Linked DNA regions of Gossypium hirsutum: region 2 is linked to region 1. The links are chromatin contacts, called in public Hi-C maps. All regions are on one chromosome and are shown on one strand. The core of a region is the stretch at or near the end of the contact, and the rest is flanking DNA. Distances in the headings are between cores, read along the strand shown. Region 1 holds the start of LOC107904117 (F-box protein At2g39490). Region 2 has its middle 16 kb from the start of LOC107904120.

The links. Hi-C and Micro-C count contacts between places; a contact is called where the count stands out from the background.
Region 2: a Hi-C map of leaf shows a contact between it and region 1, with 4 times the contacts expected there. The contact joins the enhancer-like site here to the promoter of LOC107904117 in region 1. A contact is called at or near these places in 4 of 34 Hi-C or Micro-C datasets (callus and leaf).

The regions. Positions count from the first base shown.
Region 1 is chrD05:33,399,953-33,407,692 of Gossypium_hirsutum_v2.1, reverse strand. It overlaps LOC107904117 (F-box protein At2g39490), which reads right to left and starts at 4,725. Exons shown (of 5, transcript XM_041094765.1): 1 at 4,520-4,725; 2 at 4,326-4,442; 3 at 3,213-4,197; 4 at 2,814-2,975; 5 at 2,289-2,590. The coding sequence starts at 4,614. The coding sequence ends at 2,552.
Region 2 is chrD05:33,492,152-33,499,891 of Gossypium_hirsutum_v2.1, reverse strand. No RefSeq gene overlaps it. Among protein-coding and RNA genes, the nearest start is that of LOC107904120, 16 kb to the right of the region's middle. Within about 2 kb of position 4,686, at least 8 of the 9 cell types and tissues checked have an H3K27ac peak or open chromatin away from gene starts, as enhancers often do. A contact at or near this core is called in leaf, where this site is marked.

The DNA.
Region 1 (7,740 bases), core at 3,476-5,975:
TGGATAGCATGATGATGTTCAGTGTTGATCAACCCCTCGGCTTATCTTTCCGAATTTGGTACGATTATTAATGATTATATTGCTTTGAAAAATCAATTTCATCATGTGTTCTTTCAATGGACTGGACAAAGTGTCAATAAGATCACTCAAGCATTGTCTCAAACATCTTTGTTATATGCATCTCAATTTACAGGGGATTGCTCACGCATTGTCTCAAGCACCTTTATTATATGCATCTCATGATAGATGATAGGAATGAGTGCATGGGGAAAAACTTATTAGCTTTGGGTTTTAATTTGTCCTCCTATTCTTGGATTTATTTCCCTATTCTCTTAATATAATTTATTATCTTTCAAAAGAAATAAAGAGTTGAACCCGAGCTTAAAACATAAACACTTTGCTATTTAACCTATTATCTAATTATTGATTTTTTTATAAATGTAATTTTAATATTATATTTTTAATCAAAATCTAGTATATTGAATGACAAAATTAACAAATATTGAATGTGATAGTAAGACATATTATACCCTTAAAAAGAATATTTAAATTTAAATCCTAAAAGACCATATTATTAAAAAACAACAACCACAAATCATAAAAATTAATTTTCACGAAACATAAAAAAAATATCTTCTCATCCAAAAAGTTTAGTAATCATTCATAATTGATTAACTTAAAAAAAAAGATTTTGTTGAATGGAAGACCGCTACAAGTTTGGGATATAAACAATAATGTTCTTATAGGAATATCAGCCACAACAAGATCACAAGAAATTGACTAATTTGTTATCAGATTTAATTGTATAAGCCAACATGAAACAAGTTTCCGGGAAAAACACTTAAAGCAACATCCAAAAGAAAGAGTAAGAAGAAGCTTGTCTTTTTTGGGCTGAAAGATACAAATTAGGACACATGAGATTTTAAATTCTGATCATTTCTAATTTAAAGTATTTTGGGTTTTATATTCAATACCGGGGTTATTTTGAATATCACCATCTTAAATTCAAATTATTTGTTTAATTTCTTAATTGTTAAATAAAATTAAATAAATTCATTTAAATTTAATATAAAATTAATAATTATCAAAATATTTTTTGAAATAAATTATTAGTATAATATAACCTTAACAAGTATAACTTTGAAATTCATTACTGTTACAAAATAAAGAGAGATAGAGAGACTAAAGAACAAAGAAAATATGGGAAGCAATAGAGAATATATTTTACTGATCAATGGGATGATTACAATGTTTCATTAGAGTTTCTGTTTATATTTATAGGCTAATTCTAATAGTTGTTAGAATTTAAAATATATCAAAACTTCATCTTGATTTTAATGGACATCCACTTAATAAGATATCCATAACAATTACAAATATTTTATTGTAATGTACCATTTGATATTTTTATTGTTAATAATATTATCTTATTTAAAAATTACATGATAAATAGAAATGGATTAGATTTTTTTAGGATTTAAAAAACATATAAAAGTTAAAAGGAAAATTAGTAAAAAAATGTTAGGAATTTCAAATAAATTAAAAACAAATGAAAATAAAAATAAAAATTTACTTTTTTAAAATAGGTTTTGAAGTCAAACAAAATCAAAATAAAATATATTTTTGAGATTTTGCATTGTATTTTTATAATTTTTCTTTATCTATTAATTTTAATAATATAGATTTTTATTCAATATTTACAATATTTTCTATTCACTATTAAGATCATATGATAAAAGCTAAAATCGCATATTTAATAACAATAAATAATGGTAATTACAATTGAAAAGTTATAAATTAAAACTAATTAATATTTTAGATTATAATTTTTCTAAATATATATACTTAATTTAAATTTGGAGCACCTTGGGTTATTTACTCGGGTCTTTTCAAGTTTTGGTTATTTTAAGTTCGTGTCAAATGTAAGTTGTACCAATTTTGGGTTTGAGTCGATTTGGGTTTAGATTGGACAAATTTAAATTGTTAACTTTGCATGATCAAATCAAATAAAATTAAGTTCGAATTTGAGTTAGAATTGACAAGATTATGATAAAAAATTATTATAAATATCGAGGGTTAAATTTATTATTGTTCAAATTAATCTATCGCTAGTTAATAGAAACGGATAAACAAGATAAGGGATCATTTTGTAATTTTTTTAGTTCGGTGATAAAAAAAAGAAATTTATCAAAAATTGAGTGAATAATTTTTCTGAAAAAATAACTTAATTTCTAACAGTAAATCAAAAGAAACTTAATTTCCAACAAAAACCAATCTTATGATCACTATTTACAGAACTTAAATTTGCTATTCTTGACTGGAAATTAGATATTAATATGAACATGATCTGGAAAATTTTCATCAACATTTTCAACCATTTCGAACTTGTAAGGATACTTCCCTTTCTTCTCCAGCTTTGCCATTTTTACCAAATGCTTCAAACATTTTCCGTTTGGTTTGGATATAATGACTGGATTATTTTCTCCAAATAAAGGTATGAGTCGCCTTGCCATGAAATTCTCCTTTTCTTCATTTGCAAATCCTTCTATTTTCACAACTTTGAGATCATCGAGCTTATCAGGAACAATGACTGAAGTTGAGAACTTTCCAGTGCTGGGTAAGTTATAGCATTTTGGATCAAGCTGCAAGTTTTGGTAAGATATTTCAAGTGTATATTTGTGCATTAAATTTTTTTTAAAAAAAATTTAATATATACGTATAAAATATACAAGTATGTGACACTTATCCAAGTACAAGTAACACTGCCTATACCTTAAATTATGCAGAGTACGTTAAAGAAATGGGGGGCTTACAGTGATATTAAGCCTTTTCAGGTTAGGACAAAGCTTCAGAAAGCAAAGTAAGGCATTGATAGATTCTCTTTCCATTGAACAATCAATCCACCAAAGCTCTAGTACGCTCAAATAATATTCGGGGCATCTACTCGAAAAGGGTAACTTTCTGCACATCGTTGTCTAAACAAATCACAACAACACCGATCAAAGATTGAGTTATGAAAGGTTAGCAAAGATTTTGGTTCGACTTTTCAATTTGCTTAAAGGATCTGTGTCCGAGTATACACGGTCCTTCAAAGACATGAAAAAGAAAAACACCCAAAAGGGTGAATATCCATCTAAAAGACATACCCATATGCTATACGAATACACAAATTCCAACATTACTGAGACTCCTAGTTGAACGAATGAACATACCTCGTAAAACCATCTGCACATTGTTAGAGATTGAACATCCTTAATGCTTCTCAGAATGGAGTTGAAGCATTTATACTTGTTGGCGCAGTCACAATGATTTCCTTTACGGAGACCACGAGAAAAGGGAGTCTCAATCTCAAAGTCCCATGTCCACTGTGTTAGAGCACCTTGTCTGATATCAATCATAGCGTCATCCAAGAGTAACCCACACTCACAAAAACGAATTAGGGGAAAACAATTACATTTCCCTCTAAACCGAAAGGATACTAAGTTGCCTCTATATCTGAAAGATTTTAAAGACGAGCCTTCAAAACTGAGAGATTGTAAATGGGGGCAATCGAGGACTACTAACTTACGAAGCCCCTTGGCCTCTTTTATCTGTAAAGATTGTAATCCATTGCATTTAGCGATAGTCAAGCTTCGAAGAAATGGCAACTTTGGCACCAAAGAAGAAACTGCCATATTAGAAAGGTGGCTTACTGATATGAGATGCAAAGATTTTACCCTCATTGTGTTTGAAGGTGGTTGTTCCCTTTGCGATGGGTGATTTTCCTCAAGCAACCAATCAAACATGTACCGACGTGACAATCGGTTAGGCGGTGCAAGATTCAGCTTCAAAAACAAATCAAAAGGCATCGGAAATTCTTGTTTACCAGCTGAGAAATCAAGTTTAAGTGAACTATTGCTGGAAATGCTAGCAACTAAGCTGCCTCTTCCATGACCCAACTCAAATATGAGACCCCACTTATTTCTAGGCCTATGGCGTGTGTCAAAATCATCAACAAAGCTTGTTATGGCTGTAATGGCAGCTTCTATTGTTATTACATCATGGACTGAGTCCAACAAAGCCTCTTTCCAGAGGTGTTTCCAGTGAGTTGAAAGGAAAGAGGTTCGGACAGCGGATTTAAAAGGGAGAAGCGAAATGATGTGGTGAAGGATGTCATCAGGCAAATGACTAATGAAATCATTTGGGTCCATATTATTTCTGTTCCAAAAGAAGGAAAACCACAATATTTCATCATATCAAAAACCCAAAAGTTGTTTGATCATAACAAATAACAAAATCCCCCCCCCCCAAAAAAAAGTACATATAAAAGTTCTCACTTAGCCGACCTTTTTGGGACATCGACATGTTTGTACGATTTCTCTTGATCATGCTTCCATATATACATAAATGATGGAATAATTTGGTGAAAAACGTAATCCTTTAAACCACTGGTATCCGAATACCTGATCAAATACAACCAGACTGAACTAAAATACTGAATGTTTAGAAGAAAATATAGTGATTAACTAAGAGGTGTTACCTGGAACTTGAAGTGTTCCTTGGGTTAATATCATCATCTGGATCATGCCTCTGTTTCTCGTGCTTAATTTTCTTTCTCCCGACTTTCTTCTCCATTTTTCAACAGGGCTTTGTTGAGTATTCAAAACATATAAGAAAACTAACTTTGAACTTTCTTGCCCAAGGGGGCTTGGAAAAGTATTTTTAAATTTTATAATGGAGATTCCTTAAAATTGTATAGTCAAACAACTGCTATTGTGGTGTCGTTAGTGGAGTTGGATTATAAAACCTTTGAAGAGTCCAAGGCTGGTGATGACCATTTTGTTCCTGGGTCACTCAATCCAATCAACCCTTTCCTTTTAGTCCAAGAGTTGAGATTTGCTGCTAGTTTTGGGGTTGATTGTGTTTTGTAACCCCTCTCTTTTATTAATAAATTAGTTTTTTTTAATCCCAAGTTGATTTGGTGTGTATAAATTAAAATATATTTAATAATTCTAAATTTTTTTAAATGAAGTTTTGAAAATTATTTAAAAAACTTTAATGAAGTTTTAAATGGAACTTTTATTTAAATAAAGTAGAATAGAAAATATATTTTATTTGTATACATGTGTTTTTAACATATTTTATACTCTCTCTTTTTTTAACTTTTATGTAAACTGTTTTAAAATATTTAACAAATATTTTTAATATTTTTAATTTATCTTCAAATTTTAAAACATATTTATTTTAAAAAAACCTATATATATGATATGATGATATGTGCATAATTTATAATATTGGTTAAAAGTAAGGTATACTTTTTGAAAATCAAGATCAAATAATTCATGAACTGATTGTATTAATTTAGCTTCAAAATTAATAAAAAAGGGTATATTCTACCAGAACAATAGTACGATTTCACTTTTTGTAACTATAAAGGAATTTTAATTCAACTTTAAAATTAATTGTTATTAACATTTTAAAAGCTACAGTTTTTTTTTGTCAAAATGGTATATTTTACCTAAATGTCTGTAAAGAAGCTTCATAGCTGAAACAAAAAAATAAATATTAAAAACATGTTAGAGGACTTATTATAAAGCAAAATTAAAAAAATAGTGAAAATTGTATGTTGAATTATTGAATATAAGCAAATTGGAAGAATTTATCATAAAATATTATTTGTAGAGCACCATTAAAAATTATATAAAAAATAGGAGGGGTTTATGTCGTAATTTCCCCCTCCATAAATTCTTTATTTATTTTCATGCCACGTATCAATATTTTATATTATGAATACATTTGAAATTTAAGGACCTTATAACACAACACCAGAACAGACTTTTAGCGGCGCTTTTAGCGGCGATTGGACAACAAACGCCGCTAAAAATTAAGCATTAGCGGCGATTTAAAAAAAACGCCGCTAAATATCAGTATTACCGGCGCTTTTACAAAAACGCCGCTAATAATGAGCATTAGCGGCGTTTCTTAAAAAGCGCCGCTAAAAACCTAAACCAAACGACGTCGTTTTTCTTAGTTTTCGAGGCTTTGGTGGCGTTTTTGGAGAAGCGCAAGTAATTCTCAGGGCTTTAGCAGCGTTTCTTAAAAAGCGCCGCAAAAGACCTAAGCCCAACGTCATCATTTTCTTAGTTTTCGAGGCTTTGGTGGCGTTTTCGGGAAAGCGCCGCTAATGCTCAATGTTTTAGCGGCATTTTTTAAAAATCGCCACAAAAAACCGAAGCCCAACGACATCGTTTTTCTTAGTTTGGGAGGCTTTAGTGGCGTTTTTGTAAAAGCGCCGCAAAAAGCCTAAGCCCAACGACATCGTTTTCTTAGTTTTCGAGTCTTTGGTTGGGGATTTTGCGGCGTTTTTTAAGAAGCGCCGCTAATGCTCTAGTTTTTAAGAAAATATTAATTAAAATATTTTAAATTATTTAGTAAAAAATAATGACACGTACAAGAAATTTTGAAAGTAAAAATAAATAAAAATATTTATTAAAAACGGGAAAAATGAAGAGACTGTTGTTTAAAATAATTTTAAATTAAGTTTATTGGGTACAGGAATGGTTATTTTTAATTTATATATTAAATAGTTTCTTATATAATCGTAAAAGAGATAGTATTATTTTTAAAATATTGAATTAATTATCATTATAGTTTAGGGTTTATGGTTTAAGGTATAAGATTTAGGGGTTAGGGATTATGTAGGTTTTATGGTTTAAGTGTTTAGGGTCGGAGTTTAGGGTTTAATTAAGGTTTATGCAAATTATGGGTTTAGTGATTATGGTTTACAGTTTAGGGTTTACGAGTTGGGGTTTAAGGTTTACGGGTTGGGGTTGGGGTTTAAGGTTTACGGGTTGGGGTTCAGGGTCTAGGCTAGGTTTAGGGATTATGATTTGGGTTTAGGGTTTAAGGGATTTAAGGGTTATGTGTTTAGGGTTTAGATTGATTAGTGTTATCTAATCAAGCTTTTTTGACCCTTACTTGTAGGGTTCTTAGAATGTCATATGTTCGTGGACGTGTTTGAAACAAGTTTTAGACACGAGTACTTGAAGTAATTAAAATTAAGAGTCAAATGAATAGAATTATATTAAATTAATTTCTATTAACCAATCATGAACTTTTTTCGGATTGTTTTGATCCTTCTAATTTGTTCGATTCTATCGTAACATTATCAGGTCTGTCTTCTTTAATACAAAAAACTACGTATTCTTCATCAAGGGAAACATATATATCCAGCTCCAGTTTTCATATTATTAAAAATTATTTTCATACACAATTATAAAATTTTACAAATTAAATATATAGCGTTGGCCAGAATAAATTTAATTGAAAGGAATTTACGAAATAATTAAAACTTTGAAATATAGAAACAAATTTAATTTAAAGGAATTTTGTTTCAATAAAAACGGCAGTGTTCTATAGGATATATTAGTGGCGTTTTGGGTAAAACACCGCAAAATGTGATTTTGTTTCAATAAAAACGTTGCCGTTCTGTAAGATTTCTTACTGGCGTTTTTGGTAAAACGCCGGAAAAGATCATCCTTTAGCGGCGCTATGTCAAAAACGCCGCAAAATGTGATTCTGTTTTAATAAAACGCTGCCGTGGTGTAGGATTTATTAGTGGCGTTTTTTGTAAAACGCCGAAAACGTCAGCCTTTAGCGGCGCTGCGTTGGAAACGCCACAAAATTTCAATGGGTTATAATAAAAACGTTGCCGTTTTGTTGGATTTTGTGTTGACCGAAACGAAATCGTTTTTATGTTTT
Region 2 (7,740 bases), core at 3,437-5,936, 92 kb before region 1:
TACAAATGTAAAACTAATTTTTAGTTATAATGGCATGTATAGATTAATTAGCCAATGATGACATGTAAATATTTTGGTTGTAACTAGTCATTGGTATGCTTAGATTGGTATATTTTGATATGAAGTATTAACTTTTTATGGTTATATGTGTGTTTTGGTATGATTGAATGATGGTTAACCAATGGATATCTTGAGGCATAAGTTAATTGGTATATTTGGTATACATATGTTTAAATATGTAATTGATAAATTGGTAAGTTAAATACTTGGTCATATATGATGAAATGTTATGCATAAGACTTGGTTTTGGCTTGATTTAATTGTTTTGTATTGGTTTGTGACTATGTTTAAGTGTTAATGTAGGTGGAAGGCAAATTTGGGTGAGAAATATGGCTTGGAAATGGCCCTATTTCGTCCACACGGGCGTGTGTCTCACACACGGCCTAGCACATGGGTGTGTGTTTTGGTCATGTGTCCCCTGCATCATTAAAATTCAAAATAGAATGGTCAGAATTGATCACACGGCCTGGCACACAGGCGTGTGGCTTGGCCGTGTGACCGTTGTACTTATTTAATGTAAATCATCATGTTCACATGACCTAGCACACGGGCGTGTGACTTGGCCGTGTGACCCAAGTCAGAGAGTTACACGGGTATGGACAAAAGGCTGGGACATGGTCGTGTGCCCTATTTCAAATGCCCACACGGCCTGACCACACGGCGTGTGTCCCCTGCACCTTGAAAAAAATTTCGAGATTTTGCGAAAAATTTTCTGAGTACCCTATTTAGTCCCGACTTGTTTCTAATGTATGTTTAGGCCTCGAGGGCTCATATAAGGGACATTATGATAGAATTCTGGTATGAATGCTATGCAATTTGATATGTCTATTTACTTGATCTGTAAATTCTGGTAATACTCTAAAACCCTATTCTAGCAACTGATATGGGTTAGGGGTGTAACAATACTAGTCCAAACAAAGGGGTTGAACCGTTTGACTTGGAAATTATTCAAAATCGATAAAAATAAAAAAATAAGACAAAAACCAGTAGTTGAATAAATTAAATTGGTTTAATATTTTTTATTTTTTAAATTTTATGAATTTTTATTATTTATTTAATTATTATTAGTCTAGCAGTTGAACCGATCAAACCGATTGAATCAGGAACCAATGGTCTAATTGGATCAATCGTTGATCCAGTTATTAGAACATTGTATGTGGCACTCTAATATTGTACCAAGTCATCACCTAAAAATTTATATAATTTTTTTAATTTTTAAGTGATGATGTGGCACAATCTTAGAGTTCCATATCATCAAACTTTTATATTTTTCAAATTCAGAGACAAAATTGGCTCTAATTGTCAAGTTCAAGTATTAAAGTGGATAAAAAAAACTATAGGTACCAAAGTGGACCTAGTTGCTAAGTTCAATGACAAAAAATTATATTATCACATTGAATTTGTAAAAAGATAAAGAAAAATTCTGAAATAAAAAAACAAAGTATTAGTAATAAAAATAAGGCATAATGATAAATTTAGCCTCAATATTTACGTTTTTTGTCAATTTGACCATTATTCTCATTTTAAGCTAAATTTAGCCATTAACTTTTCAAGAAGAGAATTATTTTTTTTAACAAATATGCTAACTAAAACATTAATTTTTTTAACAATGCTAGCATGGCAACCCAGATGGCAATCTACTTGTACTTCATACTTACATAACACTAACGTCAACAAATATTTAAAAATGATAAAAATATTCAAAAATTTAAAAATATAAAAAATTAAAAAAATAGCATAAAATACACGTGGATTACCATTCGGGCTACCATGTTTAAAATTTTAACATTTTAGTCAATATTTTTCATTAAAGAAAAGCAACTATTTGACTCCTTTTAAAAGGTTTATAGTCAAATTTGACTCTTTTTAAAATATTTATGGTAAAATTTAGCTAAAAAAGAATAAGATTCAAATTGAAAAAATATATAAGCGTTAAAAGCAAAATTTATCATTATACCCTAAAAATAATAATGTAAAAATAACATCTTTCTCTCACTAAAAAAACCTTTCAAAATAAAAATTTTACAATAAAAAAATACACATGACTTTGTATTCATAAAGTTAGTTTGTGTATAGTAAGGATTTATAAATAAATATATTGATAATGTTGGTGGTTTTAGTGATAGGAAATAAAATATTTACAATAAAAAGAATACACATGACAATAGTATATGTTTAAAACTAGTTGTTTTATTCTGCACAGATTTAGTTACATGTATCAGTTAAAATATATTAAAATTATTTTATATCTTTTATATCTTTTTCAGTTTAATATTTTATTTGATAAAAATAATATCTTAATTTGTTATATGTATATGATATATATCATTTCCTAGATTAAACATAAATCAATCTTATATATGTATGGATGCTTTAAAAAAAATTAAAGTCAGGCTAATAAGATATAAAATTATAGTTAAGACGGTATGAAAATCTTTTTGATATATATTTAAATGTAAATGAGATAAATTTAAAGTTAAAATAATTTTATTCAAATTAATTACATTGATTGAATTGTTGATAAAATGTAGAGAATTGACATATAAATGTTTATTTGATATTAATTTCGGGTTTGATTTGGAATAAAATTCATCTAATATTTTATTAAAAATTTAATGAAAATTTATTTTAAAAAGCTAAATATTTATTATTGATTAAATGTAATAAAAAAATTATGAATAGATACCAAAACCAAGTTAAGGTTTCGAGTTTTAATTAATAGAAAGATTCTTCCCCACATACTAACGTTAAATAAAAAATAAATAACTAAATCAATTTCATTTTTCTAAAACACTTGTATTTGGGCTATTTTTACCAAAGAAAAATTATTATATTTAACTTTCTATAAATTTCATTATAGAAAATTCTTATTTAACTCTTCAATTTTGTTTAAAATTAATCATTATTTCTCTTGAAGTAATCACATTTCTCTACAAACATATATGGCAATGAATTTATTGGCACGTGAGGTATTGGACTTATGCCCACACCGAAATCCATGTCCATCTCCTCCACCATTGGAGACGCATTATTGAGAGAAAGCTTCTTTAGGGTTTGGAAATGCGATCAATATTGTCATAATTTGTTGGCAACCAACTAGCGTTTCAAAGAGTATCATTGTGTAGGCAAAGTTGCATGGTGAATATCATTTGTTTCTTCTGTACGAAAGAAAATCTATTAAACCCAGCAACTGCTCTTTAGCCTCCATTTTCTATTTTGATTCCTAAATACCTTGGGCTCGTCGAACATTTAGAACCTAATGCAAGTTTTTTTCTTTTCTTCTTAATAAAATCTAAAAAAAAATGTTGTTTGTGAAAAAAAATGAGTGACTCTTTGCTTTTAGGGAATTTTGTGGTAAGGAAGAGCCTACGAGGTCGAATAGCAGTGTTGGTCGGGCAACAAAGAAGGTAAGGAGGAGGACAGATCCATCGCCAGACATCGATGATACGATAGTGGATAAGAATCGCCAGAAGATTGAAGATGTGGGAGTGGATAAAATGTCGTATGAATCTATGTTGATGGGCACTTCCTTGGATGTCTTTTCGCAAGAGAAGATGGAGGAGTTTGTACTTCATGATGGAGATGTGGTCACAAAGTTGGTAGAAGGAATTTCATTGATCACCTTTTTTTGATCGGGTTCATAAGTTCATTGAGAGTAAGATGGCTAGGACCATTATTGTCAAACTTTTGTGTAAAAGATTGGTTTCAATACTTTACTTAATAAGGTGATAATTTTGTGGAATCTTAGACACCCTATACGGTTTATGGACTTAGAGAATGACTACCACCTAGTCTGGTTCCAAGATGAAGGATATTTTAATAAGGTTTTGGTCAGGGGGACTTGGGTGATCTTTGGTCAGTATTTGACCATACGTCATTGGTCACTGGATTTTTCGACATCGAATAATGAAGTGGATATCCAAGTGGTGTGGATAAGGCTACCTGGTTTGCCGGAAAGCTATTACTCAAATTTCTTACTTCGTGCTATTGGCCAAGTTATAAGGTCAGGGTCAAGCTTGATAGATATACAGATAGCTGAAAGCAGGAACACTTTGCTTGATTGGCTGTGTGTATGAATCTAAAGAAACCATTGGTGCCGAAAGTCAAGATTAATGATCATATACAACGAATTGAGTATGAATCTTTGTCGTTTGTATGTTTCAAATGTGAGCTTTATGGGAATAACTCTTATTTGTGCCTAGGGAGCAAGAACAAGGCATCAGAGCGTAGTGTTAATGGGGAAGAACTGCTGGTTGAAAAAATGGGTCTTTAGCGACGTGTGGAAGAGGAAAATTACGGGCCATGGATGCTTGTAGAACGACGATAAAGAGGGAAGGTACATCATGTGGAAATGATAAGGAATGGTTACTTCTTCAATGGATTGGGGGTTCACAGTTTTCAGTTCTAGCGGCAGATCTAGGCATTACTAGTCTCGTAATCAAGGCCACGGATGGAGGGTACCAGCCTGGTCAAATTAAAAGGCGTGATCTAGGAAAGAATTTTAATGCAAAGGTTGGAGAATCTTGACAAAAGGAAACAAAGTTGGGGAAGATAAGGATGGCTAGGCTTAACAGAAAAAAGAATTATAGTTGGTAGTGGGCCAAATCTGGTCCAAATGCATTAAGGCCAGTTAATGTCAATATTGGGTTAACTGCTATAAAGGGAGGGAATGTGTTAGATAATGGTTCTAAAATAGGCACGATAGATCCAAATGTTAAGGATAAGGGTTTTGATTACTTTTAAGTCCAATTTGGACATAAATAAACATAGTGCAACTCAGGTGGTTAAGAAAGGGGAGTCTAAAGGTTCAAAGGGGAAAAGATCACGTGTTTCACTTTGGAGAATCGAGTATGGGGTTCCCAAATCCAGATGTGCAAACAAGTTTCAACAGTGATATCCAATGGAAGAAACCGCCAGATCGCGAGTTGGAAGGTGATGGAACCCTAATGGTGGAGCTAATGGCAACAATGGAGGGCATTGTGCGTGGCATTGAACAAGGAACCATGAATTGTTCCCCAATAGAGGATGAAATTTTTTGTGGTGGAAGTTATGGATGATGATGTTATTAGAAATGCCGAGGTTAGTTGTTGATTTTAGTGTCGAAGCTTGGATTGGTTGTTTGGTTGTTTTTTCTGTCAAGGAACTAGTCATCTCTATTTTTGTAATTTTATGGCTAAGTATAAAATAGAATTTTGTTTAGATGTTATGTGTTTGTTTGAGACTCAGGTCAATGGTGTTTGGGCGAATGGCATCATTTTCAAACCTGGGTTCCCAAATTCATTCAGAATTGAAGCGAAGGTTTTTGTTGGGGAATGTGGGTTCTCTGGAGTGACAGTGTCCTCATTGACATTCTGAATTTGCATCCATAGATGATTCATATGAGGGTTAGTATCAGACAAGGACCTTCTAAGTTTTTATGTTTAGTAGTGTATGTTATCCCATAACTAGTAACGCGAAGTAATGGGGTTTTTTGAATTCTCTTGTTGAATCGATTAGGGAACTGTGGATTATAGTAAGAGACTTTAATTCGATTCTAGAGCCGTCAAAATGAGTGGGTAGGGCAACGAGCGTGTGAAGTGGATGTAGTAGTTTCCAGCCTTTTCTGTTTGATAATGGTATTCATGACTTGGGGTTCAGTAGGCCTCGATTCACCTAGAGTAGAAGCAATCTATTACAGGGCATAGATAGGGTTGTGTGTAACTTGATTTGGGACTCGTTTGCACCAAATTGCTCAATACAAAATTTCCATCACCTAAAGTCAGATCATTGGTCGATTTTTGTTTCTCTCAATCCGTTGCAAAATAGAGGTAATAGACCTTTCAGTTGCTTAGCTAATTGGTTGCTCCATGCTGATTTTAAGGGCCTTATAAGTAGCAATTGGAAGAATAATATGGATGTGATTACTAACTTAGAGCTTTTCCAAAAAAAAAGGTTTAAAAATGTAGTAAACATGTTTTTGGGAATATTTTTGTTCGTAAGAGGAGGCTAATTTCGAAACTTGAATGTAAAGAAATTTTGAAGTTTAGGTATTCAGTTAGATTTTGTGATCGTAAATTGGAATTACGGTACGAGGTTGAGGAATTCCTGAAGCATGAAGAGTTGTTATGGTATCAAAAATCTAGATCAGAATGGCTTACGAATGGCGATAGAAACACAAAGTATTTTCATAGCCGTACTATGGCTAGGCAGAAGAAAAATAAGGTGGAAAGACTTAAAATTGGGAATGATGATTGGTGCCTTGATTCGAAGGTCCTACAACATGTGGTGGAATTTTTTAAAGAACTTTATTATGTGGATTATTCAGTCCATGGAGCCTTTCCTAGTAAAGGAAGATTTCTTGAGATTTCTCCATCAAAGAAGGATAGCCTAATAATGGGAATCAGTGATGAGGAGATTCGTAAGGCAGCCTTTAGAAAGGCCCCGTTGAAAACACCAGGAGTGGATAGATTTCATGTAAAATTATTTCAATCACAACGGAATACACTCGATGGTTCAATTTTTTGTATGGTGCAACAAGTTTTGAAGGGTCATCAATTAAACTCGTGGCTAAATAGAACATTGTTGGTTCTTTGTCAAAAGTTTAAGGTCCGGAAAGAATTACGCATATTCAGCCAATAAGTTTATGTACAGTGTTATATAAGGTTGTTACGAAGGTGCTAGTTAATAGATTAAGGTCGTTGATGGTGAAGATTACTAAGCAAAATCAAGCTAGCTTTGTTGCTGGTAGAAGCATATCGGATAACATTGTAATTGCGCAGGAAGCTATTCATTTTGTACGAAATTTCAAAAGAAGAAAAATGGGGATGGCTTTGAATATTGATTTGGAAAAAGCATACAATAGAGTCAGATGGGAGTTTTTGGAGGATACACTGTTTGAAGCTAGACTACTGCCTTTGTTGGTCACGATGATTTTAAATTGTTTATTATTGTCATCTCTTCAAATCCTCTAGAATGGAGTGGTTACAGATCCTTTTCAGCCAGCATGTGGTATTCTTTAAGGAGATATGCTCTCGCTGTATCTATTTGTTCTATGCATGGAGCATTTGGGACATCTTATCGAGGAAGTGGTTGAACAGAGACGTTGGAAGCCATTGTTTTTATCAAAGAGAGATCTGGCCAAAAGGTAAATAGGAATAAGTCACAAGTGTTCTTTTCACCCAACATTCCAAATGAATTAGCAAGAGGAAATGTAACCTCTCAAACCCGACCTAGACGTTATGGCTGAATTTTGAAGGCTACATTGGCTACTAAAATAGCATAGAAAATTTTCCATAATTTTAAACATTTTAAAAACCATTTTCCTCTTTATTCAAAACTAGTGAACTTGGTTATTTGTTATAATTTCATGGAAACATGTTAATTTCAAAAATAATTTCAAAACTTATTTTCAATATTGCAGCAAAAATTAGTGATAATATCATATTTTCATTAAAAGTCAATTTTTCATGTGTAATCATTTAAATATCAAATGAGCAATTTAAAACTTAAAATCATGCAAATCAAAATAAAAATCCCCAAATAAAGTCCCATATCACAGTCCATATAAAAATTATTACAGTCCCAAAATAATTATTAAAATTACGTTTAAAGTGCTTAAAAATGGAAACATCTAAGAAGTTCCTCCGATAGTCGTGTCCAAGTCCTACCCTTGAGGGTTATCTGTAAAATCAGTAAACTAAG